Linked DNA regions of Macaca mulatta: all the other regions are linked to region 1. Evidence: chromatin contacts called from public Hi-C data. All regions are on one chromosome and are shown on one strand. The core of a region is the stretch at or near the end of the contact, and the rest is flanking DNA. Distances in the headings are between cores, read along the strand shown. Region 1 holds the start of ZNF354A (zinc finger protein 354A). Region 2 holds the start of ZNF879 (zinc finger protein 879). Region 3 holds the start of ZNF454 (zinc finger protein 454). Region 4 holds the start of ZNF354C (zinc finger protein 354C).

What was found. A called contact is a pair of places that touch in the nucleus more often than the background predicts.
Region 2: a Hi-C map of cortical neurons shows a contact between it and region 1, with 6 times the contacts expected there. The contact joins the promoter of ZNF879 here to the promoter of ZNF354A in region 1. A contact is called at or near these places in 2 of 14 Hi-C or Micro-C datasets (CD4 T cells and cortical neurons).
Region 3: a Hi-C map of fetal cortex germinal zone shows a contact between it and region 1, with 2.6 times the contacts expected there. The contact joins the promoter of ZNF454 here to the promoter of ZNF354A in region 1. A contact is called at or near these places in 3 of 14 Hi-C or Micro-C datasets (cortical neurons, fetal cortex germinal zone and liver).
Region 4: a Hi-C map of liver shows a contact between it and region 1, with 6 times the contacts expected there. The contact joins the promoter of ZNF354C here to the promoter of ZNF354A in region 1. A contact is called at or near these places in 3 of 14 Hi-C or Micro-C datasets (fetal cortex germinal zone, fetal cortical plate and liver).

What each region holds. Positions count from the first base shown.
Region 1 is chr6:187,578,441-187,581,140 of T2T-MMU8v2.0, reverse strand. ZNF354A (zinc finger protein 354A) reads left to right here and starts at 1,327. Exons shown (of 5, transcript XM_077937500.1): 1 at 1,327-1,946.
Region 2 is chr6:187,940,683-187,943,382 of T2T-MMU8v2.0, reverse strand. ZNF879 (zinc finger protein 879) reads right to left here and starts at 1,340. Exons shown (of 5, transcript XM_015141619.3): 1 at 969-1,340; 2 at 126-193. The coding sequence starts at 158. It also overlaps the pseudogene LOC100425559.
Region 3 is chr6:187,849,198-187,851,897 of T2T-MMU8v2.0, reverse strand. It overlaps ZNF454 (zinc finger protein 454), which reads right to left and starts at 1,318. Exons shown (of 6, transcript XR_013395037.1): 1 at 1,068-1,318.
Region 4 is chr6:187,972,629-187,975,328 of T2T-MMU8v2.0, reverse strand. It overlaps ZNF354C (zinc finger protein 354C), which reads right to left and starts at 1,269. Exons shown (of 5, transcript XM_028849983.2): 1 at 926-1,269.

The DNA of each region.
Region 1 (2,700 bases), core at 78-2,577:
GTTTGGAATGTGTATGGCCCCTCCCACTTTGCTCTCTCTCATCAATTTAAAGCGGTTTAAGAAAATAATCTTCAAAGATATAGCTGCAAGGATATTAAAGGTGTTAAAAAAATTTAAATATAAACAACTGTATAACTAAAATATAAATTATATAAATAACTAGGAGTTTAAATATATTGAAATAAGCTTAATTTAATGAAACTTTGTTTTGTTTTTTTGAGATGGAGTCTTGCTCTGTCACCCAGGCTGGAGTGCAGTGGCACAATCTCGGCTCACTGCAAGCTCCGCCTCCCGGTTCAAGCAATTCTCTGTCTCAGCCTCCCGAGTAGCTGGGACTACAGGCGCCCCTACCACGCCCGGCTAATTTTTGTATTTTTAGTAGACACGGGGGTTTCACCATCTTGGCCAGGCTGGTCTTGGATTGACCTCGTGATCAACCCGCCTCTGCCTCCCAAAGTGCTGGGATTACAGACATGAGCCACCGCCCCCAGCCAATTAAACATTTTTTTAAAAAATAATAATTAAATGCAATGGAATCCAATGAAGCTATCAAAAATGCCACTGAGGGAGAATATTGACAAATTCAAATGTTCAAGGCATGTTCTTCAGTAGGGAAGCGCCAAACTTTCTAAATAGAGCCGGTGTTCTTTTTGTAACGGAGAAGATTTAGTTGAATATATATATACACATCCGTTGGCTTCAGAGTAGCTGGAACCTCCGTCCCCTGTGCTTCAGGCACGTCCTGGGAGACCTCGTCCATTCTCACCTCAGCGACGAAACCCTCCACATACCCTTTTTCTCCCCACATTTATCCCCCAAGATGTTATATAATTACGTGTATGGTTTATTGTCTGCTCCCTACCCCCCCAAAAAATGTTCTCCGCGGCAATGACGTTTGTTTCATTCATTGATGCATTTGAAACCACTTGCAACCGTGCTTGGCACACACCGGGTGCTCAGCGCTCCTCTGGTGAATAACTGAGGGGAAATAGGTCTGTTCTGGGCCGTTGTTTTCCTGCCGCCCACGCCCGTCCTTCCGAAATTCACACCGACCCAGAGTTGCAAGTTACCGCCGTCCGCGAACCTCCCTCCCCTTCTCTTCCCTATAACCAGGAACCTGGGGCCCTCCAGCTCACAGGGGCCCTCTTGTGGCGTGTGGGCGCCTAACAGCTCAGCCTGGACCCCGCCGCAAACGCATGGAACTACACTTCCCCGAAAGCCGGCGTCCTCCCGTGGACTCCATTTCCCAGCGGCCTCCGCGGCTGCCCCGCCCCTCCTGGTCCCCGGCGCGCCGCGGGGTGAGCGGCGCGGGGCCTGAGGTCGCCCAGACGCCGCCGGGGCGGAGCCGGGTCCCGAGGCTGCAGTCCGGCCCGGCGGTTCCGGAGCCTCCCGCCTGCGGAGTGCGGCCGGGGAGGCGCGGCCCGGGAACGCCCGAGCTTAGGGAGGTGAGCGGCGGAGGCGGGCCAGGCCGGGAGGAGGCGGCGCCCGGCGCGGGGACGGCCTGCAGCCGCCGGGGCTCGGAAAGCCTTTGTAGGCGCTGGCGGGCACCCCCGCGTCTGTCACCGGCCTCCGCGCCGGGACCTGGACTCTCGCACCCCCGCGGGGCGCTCCCTCGCCGCTGCCGGTGCACCTGCGTCCGACTCGCCGCAGCCCGCCGTGGACGCGGGGCCTGGCGTTTCCTCCTGGGCCCGCCCTGCCCACTCCGTGTGGGCCTCGTGGAGTCGGGGCACCGGGACCCCGAGGGCAGGGCGGACGCAGCCGGGCCCCGGTTTCCGAGCCGGTCCCCAGGACGGCCACCCCTTCCCTCCCGCCTCGGGACACCAAGTGCTTTCCTCTTCAAAGCCGTTTTCTGGCCGGGCTCGGTGGCTCACGCCTGTAATCCCAGCACTTTGGGAGGCCAAGGCGGGCGGATCACGAGGTCAGGAGATCGAAACCATCCTAACACGGTGAAACCCCGTCTCTTCTAAAAATACAAAAATTAGGCGGGTGTGGTGGCGGCACCTGTAGTCCCAGCTACTCGGGAGGCTGAGGCAGGAGAATGGCGTGAACCCGGGAGGCGGAGCTTGCAGTGAGCCGAGATCGCACCACCGCACTCCAGCCTGGGCAACAGCGCGAGACTCCGTCTCAAAAAAAAAAATGAAGCATTGTGTTAGAAATGGGATACGTGGGGTCGGGCGCGGTGGCTCACACCTGTAATCCTAGCATTTTGGGATGCCAAGGCGGGTAGATCACCCGAGATCAGGAGTTCGAGACCAGCCTGGGCAATACGGTGAAACCCCGTCTCTACTAAAAATAGAAAAAACTAGCCGGGCGGGGTGGCGGGCGCCTGTAGTCCCAGCTACTCGGGAGGCTGAGGCAGGAGAATGGCGTGATGAGGCGGAGGGAAGTCGTCCCCGGGGCCGTGGCTGTGGGAGTCCCGGCCGGCCTCGCAGGGCCGTGAACGGAGCAGGTGCCCCGGCGCTGCCTCAGTTTCTCGAGCGGTGCGGCGGGTGCTGGTAGTGCCAGCTGGCGCCGAGGGACTCAGCGGCGCGGGGCAGCCCTGGCCCTGGCGGGCTCGGCGGGTCGTGCTGCCGCTGCGGGTCCGGCGTCCCCTCCGTGAGCCCCAAGCCCGTGAGACCTGGGCCTGGACGGCGGCCGGCGCTGCTCCGGTCCGCGGGCTCCCGGCTCCTCCGACTCCCTGTGCGGGCGCCCGGGGTCTTT
Region 2 (2,700 bases), core at 91-2,590, 360 kb before region 1:
CTCAGCTACCAAGCCCTCTGGTCCTTCCCTGAGCTTCACTGGGTAGAGAAGCTCAACAACAGATGAACAAGTTTGCCACCTCTAGACCCCGAAGGCAGTTCAAGCAAAAAGAAGCCTTCACTCACCTGTACCTGGGCTGGCAGCAACCTCCTTGCCATTTCTCCCTCCCTGCTGCCCCTCTTGGGGAAGGCACCTGGAATGGAGAAAGAAGCTGTGAGGTCTTTTCATCCAGCCTGCATGCCCACCCTCATTAGACCAGACCAGGTTAGAAGCCATAAGCTGAGCATCTGCAGAGAAGGAGCCTGGCACTGTCCAGGCCACAGGGGCCTTGAGTCCGGCCACCTAAACCAGTGTGGGAAGCCGGTACACAGTCACCGGGCCTGCCACCTTTCTGCCAGTGCTTTACGATAAAGACGAATGGAGCGAAGGGATGAAGACCATCTGGCGTGCATTAAGCACCATCAGGCAAGGCTCATCCAGATAGAGTAATAGGAAATGACACAATATTCCACACATCTGCACTTGGATGTTGTTCAATACGAAAAACAGCAATTGAAGAACTGATGCCCTTTTTAGGAACAGCCAACCAAAAATTAGTCCTCTTTTCTTCCTCTTGTAAGTTTTCTTTCATCAAAAACAGTTATCAAAGCTGCTTAAAGGTGGCGTTACCCATTCTCCCCGGCCCAAAAAACAAGGGCTCAAAAGAATAGCACCACCGGCTAGAAATGGATTTAAAATTTAGAGAAATGGGAAGTAACTTAGCAAGTGGACATGGTTACGGTAAATAAAAAAGGAAATGGTTAAATCTCTCCAGGACTAACTGTAGGAAAACACCGCCAAACGAGCAAGACTGCCAAAAACGAGTTAATCTAAAGTTTAAACTCCGGGAAACGGAGTAGAGGGAGGGTTAAACCCACGAACGCCAAGAGCGGAAAACCGCCCGGAGGGCTCTGGACCCGGAACCGAACCGGCGTTTTGCAGTTTCTTTTCTGGAGCCGTTTCCCCCACAGTCCGGCCCAGGCTGCGGCCCAGGAGTCCAGCGGCGTCGACGCGCTCTCCCGGCCACCGCCGGGCCCTTCCCAGGCCACGCCCCCTCCGGGGCCGGGTTCACCTGCCGAGGCCGCCGCGGCTCGGACGCCTGGAGCCCGGGCTCGGCGGGCACGCGCGGCAACCAGCACTCGTCCTGGTCCCGCCGCGACAGCCGCACGCCCCGGGCCCGCCCTCACCGGCAGCCCGTACCTGGGCCCGCCACGGCGGGGAGAGCGCAGCTGCACACCGCACCAGAGGCGAACAGAACACCTAGTTCAGAGACGCTTCCCGTCGCCGCCGGGCGCCACTGCGCTTGCGCGCCGAAGAGCCGACGGGTTTCCCTGGCTGAACCGCAGCGTTTGTCCCTCCGGACTTCATTTCCCAGTCGTCGCCGCGGCACCACCACTTACGGTGTCCGAGAGGCAACCACAGCCCCGAGAGCGGAGAAGGCGGTCGGGCTGTGGAGTTGGAGAAGGCTGGAGTCCCTCCAGCTTGGGCTCCAGCTACTCTCTGCTAAACCACTCACTATATTCGTAGTTAGAATGACAATAGTAAGACGGAAAATTGAGTATGAATTTTTAAATGTGGAAGACTAGCTGCCGCTGATTATTCACAGGTGGTGAGAGAACTATTACAGTCCATTCCGCAATTTTAATAAAAAAGGAATTATGTCTAAATTTTGTAACCTCGGCGGAGCGCGGTGGCTCGCGCCTGTAATCCCAGCCCTTTGGGAGGCCGAGGTGGGCGGATCGCGAGGTCAAGATGGATCGAGACCATCTTGGCCAACACGGTGCAACCTCGTCTCTACTAAAATACAAAAAATCAGCCGGGCGTGGTGGCGGCGCCTGTAGTCCCAGCTACTCGGGAGGCTGAGGCAGGAGAACGGCGGGAACCCGGGAGGCGGAGCTTGCAGTGAGCTGAGGTCGCGCCACTCACTCCAGCCTGGGCGACAGAGCGAGACTCCGTCTCAAATAAATAAATAAATAAATTTTTGTAATCTTTACATATTTACTGGCACTCAGAGTAAAACAAAAGCATAAACCCAGTATTTCCCTCTTCATGGCACTCACTTCTTTTGAAGTGACTTCTTTTGAAGTGACTTCTTTATTTTAGGGTTAAAATAAAGTGAAATAAATAAATAAAGTGAAATAAAATAAAAGTGACTTCTTTAAAGTCACTTTTTGAAGTGATTTATTTTAGGGTTAAAATAAAGCCCAACTCCCAGCGCTATCATCACAACTGCCTCCTCGATAACCTGCACTGTGATTTTTTAAACATCCAACATTAGGGTTTACAGAGGCAAACCTAAACGCAAAGGGTACTTGAAGATAGAAAACGCAGAGATGGACTAAGAGATGTCAGGTAGATAGTATGAAAAAGAAATCTTGGATCGCAGTGTTACAATAATACAAGGATTATTTCACAGTAAAAATAATTAAATTGAACAAAATGGATGTTTTATATTGTTAAAACATAATAATGTACCTCACTAATCATTAGGGGAATGCTGATCAAACATCCACTGTAATTTCACACTCATTAGGATGGCTATTATAAAATGTGGGAAAAAAGAAAACCAGGAAACAATCCTTGTGCATTAATGGTGGGAATATAAAATGGTACCGCTGCGCTGGAAAACGGTGTGGCAGTTCCTCAAAAAAAATTAAAGAT
Region 3 (2,700 bases), core at 69-2,568, 270 kb before region 1:
CATTCTCTCTCCTACCATACACTGACTTTTCCTTGCAGAAAGCCTGTTCCAGGCCCAGATCTCATGCCTTCCACCCATCCTCTGGTCTTTCCCTTCAGCCTCACTGGGCGATCTCAAGAGAATTTTTTTTTTTGAGACAGAGTCTCGCTCTGTCACCTAGGCTGGAGAGCAATGGCATGATCTTGGCTCACTGCAAGCTCCGCCTTCCGGGTTCAAGCGATTCTCCTGCCCCAGTCTCCTGAGTAGCTGGGATTACACGCACCCGCCACCACGCCCGGTTAATTTTTATATTTTCAGTAGAGACCGGTATTTCACCATATTGGCCAGGCTGGTCTCGAACTGCTGACCTCAGGTGATCAGCTCGCCTCAGCCTCCCAAAGTGCTGGGATTACAGGCGTGAGCCACCGCACCCGGCCGAGAATTATCTCTTTAACAAGTTATTCGGCTCCAGAATCCACCAGGATGTACCCGAAAAGGTGGAAGCGATGGGCAGAGGCAACTGAGGGCAGAGTGTGGGTTCGATTGGATTGGAAGACCGCTCCGCTCTCCCTCGGCGGCTTTGGAACAGCTGCCTTATCTGGGAGTGACAGGAGAAGTGGAAAAGGAGGGTCGTCGTCTTCCTCCTCAAAAAGGAGGCTAAGAAGGCTGGCTCTTCACTGTTGCAGCCTTTCAGGCAAACCCTTCTCTGGCCTCAGGGTTCTCACTCTCTGGGGCCCAGTTTGGGTGGCCTGGAGTCACAGGTGGGCAGAAGCGGCGTTTGTGTGAGTTGGGGGAGGGGAGAGGGAAGGGTCAGGAGCCCTAATCACACACAACCCCCTCCCGCCGCTGCCGCTTCGCCGGGTCCCTCGGGGGCTGCTGCACCGGCCGCCTCCGGCCTCGGAACCACGCCAGGCGCGTATCTACCACCTGAGCGGAAACCCGGGGCTTCTCAGAGTCCGCTCCAAGACACAGGCCAGAGGCCCTGGCTCCATCTCCTCCACAGGCACTCACAGACTCGACCCCAAGCCCAGGATGACCACCCCTGGCCGTCCTCTCTCTCTCTGTTTGGGATCAAATCTCAGACATACATTCCGGGAAGTTTGGGGCATTGGATCAGCGTCCTGCAGAAGGGACCACAACCGCACCTCCTCGGCTTTGCCTCCGCCCTTCTCCCCAGACGACCTCACGACCGCTCCCGCTCTCCCTCTGCGGCTTTGACCACCGTGCCTGGTCACCCCCGTGTCGCCCTTCGAGGAGCCTCTGCCGGCGGCGAGAGATCGCAAGCGCCACATCGCAGTCGGAACACAATGAGCTGGAGTCTGCAGCCGGGAGCTGAACTGCGCTTGCGCGTTGCCCTGGGAACCGTTGGGCCGAATTCCCACAAGTCTCAGGGCTGCTGCGGTTCCGCCGGCCAGACTCCACTTCCCAGAGGGAGAATCGGCGGAGACCGTGCTGCCTTGCGCCTGCGGGAACAGGGCCCCGCCCCCCGGCTTCAGGCGCGGAAACTACCTTTCCCAGAGGCCCCTTCGCGCCGACCTCGGCGCGCTCATCAGAATCTAGAACCTGGTGGATTCTGGAGCTGAATGAACTTACGGAATCGGTTCCGTTCCGTTCGCTTTAGAACCAGGTCTCTGCCTTGCACGAAGGCCCAGGAAGATGCAGACGAGCGAAAAGCTGCAGATGGGACAAGGGAGGTTAGTCCAGGGGAGCGACGCCCGATCGCCGACGAGAGAGGACGGGGAAGGTCCGGAAGACGGAGTAGGAGGCGACCGGGCGCGTTCCTGACGGGGACCGCGCGGAAAAGGCCTGGAAGGCGGCAGGTTTGCGCCTTGGCCTGGCAAGCGCCCGACGCTTCCAGCCTGGCCCCGCGGGCGGGCCAGTGCGTGCTGGGGTGGAGACGCCACAGCCGTTAACGCGTGTGCGGTGCGGGGGGACAGGATGTCGGGCAGGGATGTCCCGCTTGGCACCTCAGGACAGAGCCCATGGTGGCCGGCGGCCCCTGGAATGTTCGGGACGCAGAACACTTCGTGCCTGAGGACTTCTCAGAGGTGGGGAAGAGGGAGAGGAAGGAGCCTGGATACCAGGAAGTCTGCATCCTGGACAGCTGGGTGGTATTTAGAAGGTGGTATTTATTTTTTTGACCATATTTTGCAGAGACTGGCAAGGATGAGATGATGCCTAAGAATATCCAACGGGAGATACTTGGTTGCTTTTGAATAGGTAATTTGCATGGCGCTCAGGAAGGAAAGATGAGAGGGTTTTAACTTTGTGGGTGGTGAAAAAAATCAGGAACGTGACCCGTTTGTCACATTCGGAATCGTTGGCCACGTTTTAGGAAGCAGTGTCAGTGACTACAGCATTCTGTTTGGAGTTTTATTGAAGATTTCATTCTATAGACATTTTGGAGCACTTATGTGTCAAGTGCTTGGCAAGGCCAGGGGCAGCCCCTGTAGCAGTTCCCAGGGACCCCGTAAAGCACCAGAGGGGATGTTGTGTGAGTATGGCTGGTAACCCTTCTCTCTCCCCTCCCTCGTGACTCCAGGTCACTCAAACTGGGCCCCGGAGAGTGAGAACCCAGAGTCCAGGGGCTGGAGAAATGGCTGTGAAACCCCTGCACTCATGGAGTTTTAATTGTACTAGAGGAGGGGTCAGACAAGTAGAAAATACTTATTGGATAGTGATAACACTACTGTTAGGGGTCAGGGTGTGATGGGACGGAGA
Region 4 (2,700 bases), core at 20-2,519, 390 kb before region 1:
GCTTCCCCGCATCTCCACCCTAGTGACAGACCCCACTGCTTGCCCTGAGTGGCCCTTCCGTAGAGTGCTATGTTCTCCCCAAGAAACTGTGGGCATAATCCAACCACTCAGCTTTCCCAGCCTCTTACTACATCTTCGCCGGGACTTTACCCAAAGTAACAGGATTAAGACACTGTCCCCACCCAAGACACATGCCAGAGCTTTGCTGTCCCTCCTAAATAATACTCCACAGGTGCCGCCTCCAATGGCATCCACAGACAGAAACAGCCGTCGCTGCCCAAACACAAACCCCCGGTGGGAGGGGTGGAAACCGTGCCTGCCCCACAGAGAGCAGGGGCAGAGGCTGCCTGGGGCAGCCAGGCAAGTGTGAGGGCCTACAGGCCTGCGATCTGCTGCGACTCCTCAGGGTGCCCGTGGCATGGAGCCAACCTGGGGCTCTGCTGGGCCAGCTCCAGCGAGTGCCTCGACCAGCCCAGGGAAAGCTGCCGTGCAAGGCCTCGGTCACGCGGCGACGCGCACCTCCTCCCAGGAAGCGGTGAGTGCTTTCCAGGCAGTATTTTTAATCTTCGCATTTACAAACGTGACGGAGACTGAGAATCCAAAGTCACAACGGAAAGTAGTAGAGCCGGGAAGGGAATCCTGATCCAAGCCCCAGGCCCCAGTTACACCTGGACAATGGCCTCGCCACCCTGCCTCGGTTTCCCCCGGACAGAGCGGGAACCACCCTCTCCGTTAGCAGGGATGCGCGGGTGCGTTCGGGCGATGCGCCAGTCCGCTGCCTGGCACCGGAGCGCTCTTGGCGGGCATCAGCTACTGCTTTTATTATTTCCGTTACTGAGAAGAAAACGCACAGAAGAAAACCGCAGCATGAACAATGACAAAAGGCTGGCACCCCCACCTCAACGGCCCGGCGCACCCAGCTCACCCGGCGAGGCGCTCCCTCCGCGGGTCTCCGGCAGTCCAGGCCGCTCCCGACGCGCCCCGGACCCAGTGGCCAAGGGCCCCTAGCCGCGCAGGGCTGCTCCCAGAAGCCCAGACGAGGCTGCACGCGGCCCACTGGCTGGAGAGGCCCGGATCCACGCCGGCCCGGAAGAGGCCACTGCGAGCGCCTCGGCCCCAGGCCGGCAATTCTAGCCAAGCCGGGATGGCCCAAGCCAGGAGAACCCCCGAAAGGCCGCGAACTGTCCCCGAAACCCCGCCGACCCCGGGAGAACTACCACTCCCGGCATGCCTCGGGCCCCGCGCCGACTACACTTCCCAGGGGACGCCGCGGTGCGCGCGGCGACCTCCGGGAGAGGAACCGCCTCCGCCAGCGAGAGCCCTGAAGGGCGACAGTCCGCGTAGGCGCTGCAGGGCGAGGGAGTCCGCAAGCCGCACACGAGGCAAGAGGCCTCCCGCTGCTGGCCGTGCTGCCTACAGCCCGCGCACTTGTTAGGCAAGCGGAGTGGTTTGAAAAACAAAATCCGGAATTAGATGCATTTAGGAGGATCCCTGTGCTGTCGCTCCCACCGCTGGTTGTGATTATTTTTCTGTTGATACAAAATAATTTACATAATACCCATGTGAGTGTTACCTGCATAGACTGTGTAATGATCAAGTCACAGTACTGGGTATCCATCACCTTAAGCATTTATCATTTTTATGCGTGGGTATCATTTCAAGCCCTCTCTTCTATTTACTTTGAAATATCCATAATATTATTGCTAAGTAGAGTCACCCTAGTCTGCTATTAAACATTAGAAATTATTTCTTCCATCTAACTGTATGTTTGTACCCATAACCAACCTCTCTTCATTCCCCTTCCTTTCTGGCCTTCCTGGCCTTTGGTATCTATCCTCCTGTTGTCTATGTCCATGAGATCAAGTTTTCTAACTCTCGAATGTAAGTGAGAACATGGAGTACTTGTCTGTCTGTGCCTGGCTTATTTCACTTAACATAATGACCTCCAGCTCCATCCATGTTGATGTAAATACATTATTTCATTCATTTTTATGGCGGAATAGTATTCCACTGTGTCTATGTATGACATTTTCTTTATCCATTCATCTACTGCTGGACACTTAGGTTGAATCCATATCTTGGCTACTGTGAATGGTGCAGTGACAAACGTGAGGGCAGGTATCCTTTTCATACACTGATTTCTCCCCCTTTACCAGTAGTAGGGTTGCTGGATTGTATGGTAGTTCCATTTTTAGTTTTTTGAGAAATCTCCACACTGTTTTCCATAGTGGCTGTACTAATTTACATTCCCACCAATAGTGTATAAGAGTTCCCTTTTCTCCAAATCCTCACTGGCATCTGTCATTTTTTTGTTTTGTTTTGTCTTTTTAATAATAGTCATTCTAACTGGAATGAGCTTATATCTAATTAGAAGGTGTTAGTAAACAAAAGAGCATGATATTTGTATAAAAATAGATACACACACCCCCACGGAACAGAATAAGAGAACCCAGAAATCAGTGCACCCACTTATAGCCAACTGATTTTCAACAAAGGTGCCAAGAACACACAATGAGGAAAGGACTATGTCTTTAAATAAATGGTTCTGGGGAAAACTGGATAACAACATGCAGAAGAATGAAATTGGACCCCTTCTCTCTCAACATATATAAAAGTCAACTCCAGATAGATTAAAGACTTAAAGACCCCAAACTATAAAACTAATAGAAGGAAACATCGAGACAACTCTTCAGGACATTG